Regions from separate parts of the Arabidopsis thaliana genome. Here region 1 is linked to region 2. A link is a contact called in public ChIA-PET data. All regions are on one chromosome and are shown on one strand. The core of a region is the stretch at or near the end of the contact, and the rest is flanking DNA. Distances in the headings are between cores, read along the strand shown.

Evidence for each region. ChIA-PET counts read pairs in DNA pulled down with a chosen protein or histone mark.
Region 1: an H3K4me3 ChIA-PET map of shoot shows a contact between it and region 2, with 13 read pairs. The contact joins the promoter of FLA17 here to the promoter of 2-Cys Prx B in region 2.

What each region holds. Positions count from the first base shown.
Region 1 is chr5:1,951,049-1,954,646 of TAIR10.1, forward strand. FLA17 (FASCICLIN-like arabinogalactan protein 17) reads left to right here and starts at 1,457. Exons shown (of 3, transcript NM_120722.4): 1 at 1,457-3,193. The coding sequence starts at 1,891.
Region 2 is chr5:1,917,107-1,920,807 of TAIR10.1, forward strand. 2-Cys Prx B (2-cysteine peroxiredoxin B) reads left to right here and starts at 1,974. Exons shown (of 7, transcript NM_120712.4): 1 at 1,974-2,501; 2 at 2,902-2,976; 3 at 3,094-3,175; 4 at 3,265-3,344; 5 at 3,519-3,644. The coding sequence starts at 2,274. AT5G06280 reads right to left here and starts at 1,781. Exons shown (of 2, transcript NM_120711.2): 1 at 1,262-1,781; 2 at 535-995. The coding sequence starts at 1,743. The coding sequence ends at 1,273. It also overlaps the pseudogene AT5G06278.

The sequences.
Region 1 (3,598 bases), core at 207-2,706, 33 kb after region 2:
AGAGAGAGAGAGAGAGAGAGTCAGGTCAGGTGGTAAAATAATAAAGGACATTGAGTGAAAAAAAGTGAATAAAGTTAAGTAATTAGGGTTTCATGTGAGGCCAGAGTACAGTGTGACTCTTCGTGTAAACTGTCCTTTTCTTTCTTTACCTTTTGATTTTATGTGGGGGACCTTTTGATTTGTTTTTCCCTTTACATTGATTTCACAGAGTTCCTACCACAACCATTACTTTCCTCTCCATATTTATTGACTCTTCTTTTATTTCCTCTTTTATCTCTTTTTATAAATACAGATTTGTTTAGTTTCAATTGTCATACACATGAAATGGAGCTGTGATAAGACAATTCTCCATGGATTTTGCTATGCGTTGAATCCCATGCAATTTTTTTTTGTCTTAAAATGTCTTTCCACAACATTAAGGTAAAGAAAAATTAAATACTCCTATACATTTAAATTCCTTTTTACTCCTCCCTCATATCACATAAGCAAACCTAACCCAATCGAAATATGTGGTCGCTGTATATCCTTCATTTAAGACATATAAAGAGTTAAAATCTTCATGCCAAACTAATATCACATGAATAAATAAAGTGTTCCCGGAGATTGATTCAACAATGAATGAACTATGCTAGTAATTAATTAATTATAAAAAGTTGAAAAACTATTTTTTTGTTTGGAGGCGTGAGCGAGCAGCAACCAACCTGTGCTATTAAGGCAAGGCTTGGATTACTTTACTGGTCGTGAAATGGAAAAAGCAGGAGAAACTATAAAAATGTTGAATTCTAGGTCAGTTTGAGGATAGTCCATGAGACCATGACCTAATCTGCAATAGTGTGAGCTATGGAGATGGAGAAGTATTAAAGACGGAGAGATTCCAGGGACGTTCACTGAAAACCTCTATATATTGAAGATTGAACTAGTTGTTTTTAATTAGAAAGGTGGACTTGTGATTTTTGAATATTTCCGGATCTCTTTTGTTGTGGAAAGCGAGAAGATATTTATAGGATTTACGTGATCCATATATTTTTGAAGTGCCACTTTTTTTTCATTCAATTGTAATTTGCGTCACTAAGAAAATGTTTATTTTGCAAAACCCATTAACTGTACGACTACAATCTACTATATGTGCTAAATAAGACAAACAGGCCAAAAGCCCAATTTGAGCCCACAAAAGGTTATACTTGTGTCTGTGTGGGGTTATAATAAACAAGATATTCGCTCTTTTAGTAAAAATGCTAGACGACAGAATAGATGCTTGTTTAGTAGCGTGGCCTTTACGCACAAATATGGCGCGTGGAAGTAAGTTTTCCGACGAGGGTCATTTACTCAATTCACAAACTCTACAGATGGATGTTTACGTCCCAAACCGACAGAGCCACGCGTTCCTCTCTCAGCTTCTTTCTTTTGCTTCCATCATAACTCACATGCCTCTTTTCACCTTTTTCCTTGTCCTAATTTCACTTTCAAGTTAAGTATCATCACACTTATTCATTCAGTCATTCACACATTATTTCCTCTCACCAAAATTACATAATTCTTGTGAACATTGGCTTAAAACCAAAAAAGAAATAAAGAAAGAGTAATAAGAGGAAGTAGAAGCCAAGGCCGAGCCGAGTCGAGTCGAGAGGTGAAAACATGCAAAGTCAGCAACAATTATAAAATTTGGTGTGGTCCCCATAACCAGCCTGGTTCGAAAAGTCGGAAAACCCAAAACTACACAACATAGACAACACAACCAAACTCATCTCTTTTTCTTTAACACTTCCACTTGCCATCGCCGACACTTCAAGAAAAATTAAAGAAAAGAAAGTAAACTCTTTCACCAAAAAAAATAAAGAAAATTTATTGTTCCATCTTTCTGATAATCGGATCTTACAGAGAGAGAGCTCCATGGATCGCCGCATCTATGGTGGCTCCGCCGTCATTCATCTCTTTCTCTTCTTCTCCGTCCTAATCTTCTCCGCCGCATCTGCATTATCCAAGAACCAGTCTCCTTCTTCCGGGTCGGGTCAGATCAACTCCAACTCTGTCCTCGTAGCTCTTCTTGACTCTCGTTACACTGAGCTAGCTGAGCTCGTCGAGAAAGCTCTTCTCCTTCAGACACTTGAAGACGCTGTTGGTCGTCACAATATTACCATTTTTGCTCCTCGCAATGAAGCTCTTGAGCGTGACCTTGACCCTGAGTTCAAGCGGTTCTTGCTCGAGCCAGGTAATCTCAAATCTCTGCAAACACTCCTCATGTTCCACATTATACCCAATCGGGTCGGGTCGAACCAATGGCCTTCAGAAGAATCGGGTCGGGTCAAGCACCACACGCTAGGGAACGATCAGGTCCGTTTGAGCAACGGACAAGGAAAAAAGATGGTTGATTTAGCTGAGATTATCCGACCCGATGATTTGACCCGACCCGACGGATTGATCCACGGGATTGAACGGCTTCTCATTCCTCGCTCTGTTCAAGAAGATTTCAATCGCCGTCGTAGCCTTCAATCAATCTCCGCCGTCTTACCTGAAGGAGCTCCTGAAGTTGACCCGAGAACCAACCGTCTCAAGAAACCCGCAGCTCCAGTACCCGCCGGATCTCCACCAGCTCTTCCGATCCAATCCGCTATGGCCCCTGGTCCGTCGCTAGCTCCGGCACCAGCTCCGGGACCTGGAGGCAAGCAGCACCACTTCGACGGTGAGGCTCAAGTCAAAGATTTCATCCATACACTGTTACATTACGGCGGTTACAACGAGATGGCAGATATTCTCGTGAATCTGACGTCACTCGCGACAGAGATGGGACGGTTGGTGTCAGAAGGCTATGTGTTAACGGTTTTGGCTCCTAACGATGAAGCAATGGCGAAATTGACCACGGATCAGCTGAGTGAGCCAGGAGCACCGGAGCAGATCGTATACTACCATATAATCCCTGAGTATCAAACGGAGGAGAGTATGTACAATTCTGTTAGGAGATTTGGGAAGGTGAAGTTCGATACGTTGCGTTTTCCTCATAAGGTTGCGGCTAAGGAAGCTGATGGTTCCGTTAAGTTTGGTGACGGTGAGAAGTCGGCGTATTTGTTTGATCCTGATATCTATACGGACGGTCGGATTTCGGTTCAGGGGATTGACGGTGTTTTGTTTCCACAAGAGGAGGAGGTTGTTGAATCGGTTAAGAAACCGGTTAAGAAAATTGTTCAGCCGAGAAGAGGTACGCTTTTGTTTTTATTGCATTTGATCTTTTATGTGTGTTCCTCAAATTGTGTGCTTAGTATTGATTTTCTGCGTGTGGCAAAGTTTAGATAATGAAGTAGCAATAGTTTGGTACATTGATCTAGTGTTTAGGTATGATCAAATCCAATTGGCTTCCTGGTTTAGGTAAATAACCGAGGCACAATGAGATCATGATAATGGTAGTGTTGTCAGTTGTGAATGTTTGAGTAAGAACAAGATTAGGGTTCTGAGAAAGTAAGATGGATTTTAGTAATTCGAACAAAATTAGTGTTCCAAGAATGGAAGATGGATCTAGTAATCCAATCGTATGCCGTGGAAAATATGAGCCACCTTTTCTGTCAATGGCTAGGTGCAGAATATGTCAACTGCGAGCAAGAGACAG
Region 2 (3,701 bases), core at 724-3,223:
AACCTAATTTGGTTTCTCTTATATATGCTCTTAATGAACCAGTTTATCCGGATTTCGGGTTTGATTCAAGACTCTAACCCTAAAGTCTGTTAGTTGATGCAAAGATGCTCGGAGATTTCATCACAAGAATCATAATGTTAGACCCTCTTTCTCTCTCGTCTTTCCTTCATCTGGTTTTATATTTAGGCATTTTCGTTCTTCTTTCTCTTAGATTTTCTGGAAAATTTGCAGATTGCTTGTGGGTTACGCGTACCCTGCATATGGATGCTACAAAAGCGTGGAAAAGAAAAAGCTTGAGATTCACGAACTTAGATACTGGTGCCAATATTGGTAAAGCTTACTAATTGTTAATAAAGAAGATTCCTTTTTTGGATAAGGGTATCTTATTCTCATAACCATCTTATCAAAAATCCGAATTTGATTTGTAGGATCTTGGTGGCTCTTCTTACTGTTTTCGAAAGGATAGGAGACATCATTGTATCATGGTTAGTACTTATATGTCAAACTTCAAATCTCCATCATATGCTTCTTTATTGTATGAAACCTTCTGATTCATCTCATCTATCCGCAGGTTACCACTCTACGGAGAGATCAAAATCGCTCTTCTCATCTACTTATGTTACCCGAAATCACAGGTACTAACTACAGTACAATGCAATAAAAATCTAATGAGAATTCATTCTCATTCTTAGATTCACAAAACGACCAATCTTCTTCTCTTGGTTTCTAACAGGGACTTAGCTATGTCTACGAGAAGCTACTATGTCCATACATGTCAAAACATGAATCTGACATCGATCAAGGAATCTCTGTCTTAAAGATAAGAGGACATTTAGTAATTGCTCAACTACTGCAATGTATCTTCCACTGGAGCCTCCAAATCTTCAAGCAATTGCAACAACAATTCACCATCTATAAGGTATTCAAAACAAACATATACATCCTCAAGCTTTACTGCATCAGAGCACTCTCACCAAATCCATCACTTCCTTTGTCTACAGAATAAAAACCAATCAAAGTCAAAAGATCAACAACAAACAAGAACTTCTTTAATGTTTCTCCGTTAGAAGGTGCCTGCTATACTACTCTAAGCCACAATCTCAATAACCGGGTTTTTAAACCGCCGGTTAACCGGAGTTTCACATGACTTCAAATTGACCACAGACGAACAAAAAAAAAAAGATTTTTCCTTTGATATGTTTTGAATATTGTAACACTTTATTGTATACAATTCAATTCATGAAAAATCCAATTTTCTCACCAAATCAAAGTTTATTTGACAATCAAAGGAACACGAAACGATTGAAAAATCCAATCAAACACACGTCGCAAGAACTGAAACCCGGCGGATAAGTGAAGCCAAACGCGGCGGAAGAATTGAGAACCAGCAGAATCATCTGACGAAGTAAGCACCGTTGGTTGAAGATAAGACAAAGCAGCTTGCTTAACGAGACGGTTACGAATCGAGATATCTCCGGCGGCGGTGGATATAACAGGAGAGCAGCTACCGTTGATCGACGGTAAATTGAGTGAAGAGTTAATCGGAGAAGAGATGATATCTCTGAGAGAAGTGTAAGCTACGAAAGAGGATGGTTTTACGGAGATGAGCTCGTAATCGAACGAAGACGGCGGCGTTGAAGCTATGTCGAAAGGAACTTCTGGAGGAGTTAGAGTCGTCATGTTGGATATGGATTTTGTACGGCGGAGTTGAGTCGCCGGAGATTGTGACGGCGGAATCTCCATAGTCTTTCTTCTTCTTTTTTTTTGTTTGGTTTGTTTGTGAGTTTGTGGCTGATTGGGTTTTGCGAGTGTTTAAAGTAAGGAAGGAGGTCCAATTATTGATCTCTATGATATGTACATTTGTCACTATCTTGTGTTGTATTAATTAGTAAAGAGATACGTTTACTTTATTTGTATTTTCTTAATTATTATGATTGGAATGGAAGATAGTAGGCAAATTACAAAATTTAAGGATTGATTACTATTTTTGATGTGAAGATTAGATGGAAATATATTCGGAAATCCAACCAGCCTAAAAATAGATTTTGATTTAATTATCAAAGTATGATCATCAACACGGTGTCGTTCCGGTTCATCGAACATTCCACTTCTTTCTTCTTGTCTGAAAAATCTAGAAGAGCAGCTATTTGGTTTCTCTATCCGATTCGTCTCTCTCACGCCCTCACGTTTATCCACCTCATCCTCAAACCAAACCACAAGACCTCTTTTTTAAGTAACCAATCACAGAGAGATAGAGAGAGAGAACAGAGTCAATGTCAATGGCGTCTATAGCTTCTTCTTCTTCCACCACCCTACTCTCTTCCTCTAGGGTTCTTCTTCCCTCCAAGTCTTCTCTTTTATCTCCTACCGTCTCTTTCCCCAGAATCATACCCTCTTCCTCGGCATCATCCTCTTCTCTCTGTTCCGGGTTCTCCAGTCTCGGTTCCCTCACCACCAACCGCTCCGCCTCACGCCGGAACTTCGCCGTCAAGGCTCAGGCTGTAAGTTGACTCGCAATGCCATAAATTTCTTGTATTTGCTCCATCTTCTCATTCACTATGATTGTTGTATGAATTCGTTAGCTTGTTATAATGGGATCCGTACTATTTTCCTGCTTCTTATCTCTTAAGGGTTTTGAGATCATTGGATAAAAGACTAAACTTTAAACTTTTTAGAGTTCTGCGATTTGAATTGAGCGACATTTTTGTTACCCTTCTTTCGGGTTTAATTAGGGATGGGAGGAAATGATCTGAAATTAATTAATATGATTCACATTTGGCTCATACACAGAAATCTTTTGAGCCCTGCATAGATAGTGAACACCAGTTAAAGAACATTTTGTGTGGTTAAACAATTCGATGATCGATGACTGACTAGTGTTTATATGTTTTATGAATGCAGGATGATTTACCACTGGTCGGTAATAAGGCGCCTGATTTTGAAGCTGAGGCAGTTTTTGATCAAGAGTTCATAAAGGTACTTTCATTCCATTCAAACCTTATTTAACATGTTAGTTAGTTAAGTGTCATAAGCTAAGGTCAATGCAGTAGAGCAATGTTCTGATAGTAATCGACCTATGAATCATGGTTTCAGGTGAAGCTCTCTGAGTACATTGGCAAAAAGTATGTTATTCTATTCTTCTACCCTTTGGACTTCACTTTTGTCTGCCCCACTGGTTAGTATTCTGCTAAGGAAATAGCTTCAAAACTGAAACTCTCGCCCTCATAGTCACTGAAATTTCCAATTTTTCTTTGCTTATTCTAGAGATTACTGCCTTCAGTGACCGTTATGAAGAATTTGAGAAGCTAAACACCGAAGTATTAGGGGTCTCTGTCGACAGTGTGGTAAGTCAAATTTTTATTTCTCCACCTGAACCAAGAAAGAACATTCTGGTCTCAGCATTTTGAAAAATGGTTTCAAGTATTTGATGTACTCAGAACCTTGGCAAGTGGCAGTCTGATAATCGAATGGAACGTTTTCTTTTGGATAATGGAACGTTTGATTCCATGTTCATGTAGTTCTCGCATCTTGCGTGGGTCCAAACAGACAGAAAGTCGGGAGGGCTCGGTGATCTGAATTATCCTCTTGTTTCGGATATCACTAAATCCATTTCAAAATCGTTTGGAGTGCTCATCCCTGATCAGGTAAACGATTTCTTCTGACATAGTTGCATCATACTTGCATTGAGTCCAATCCACTTG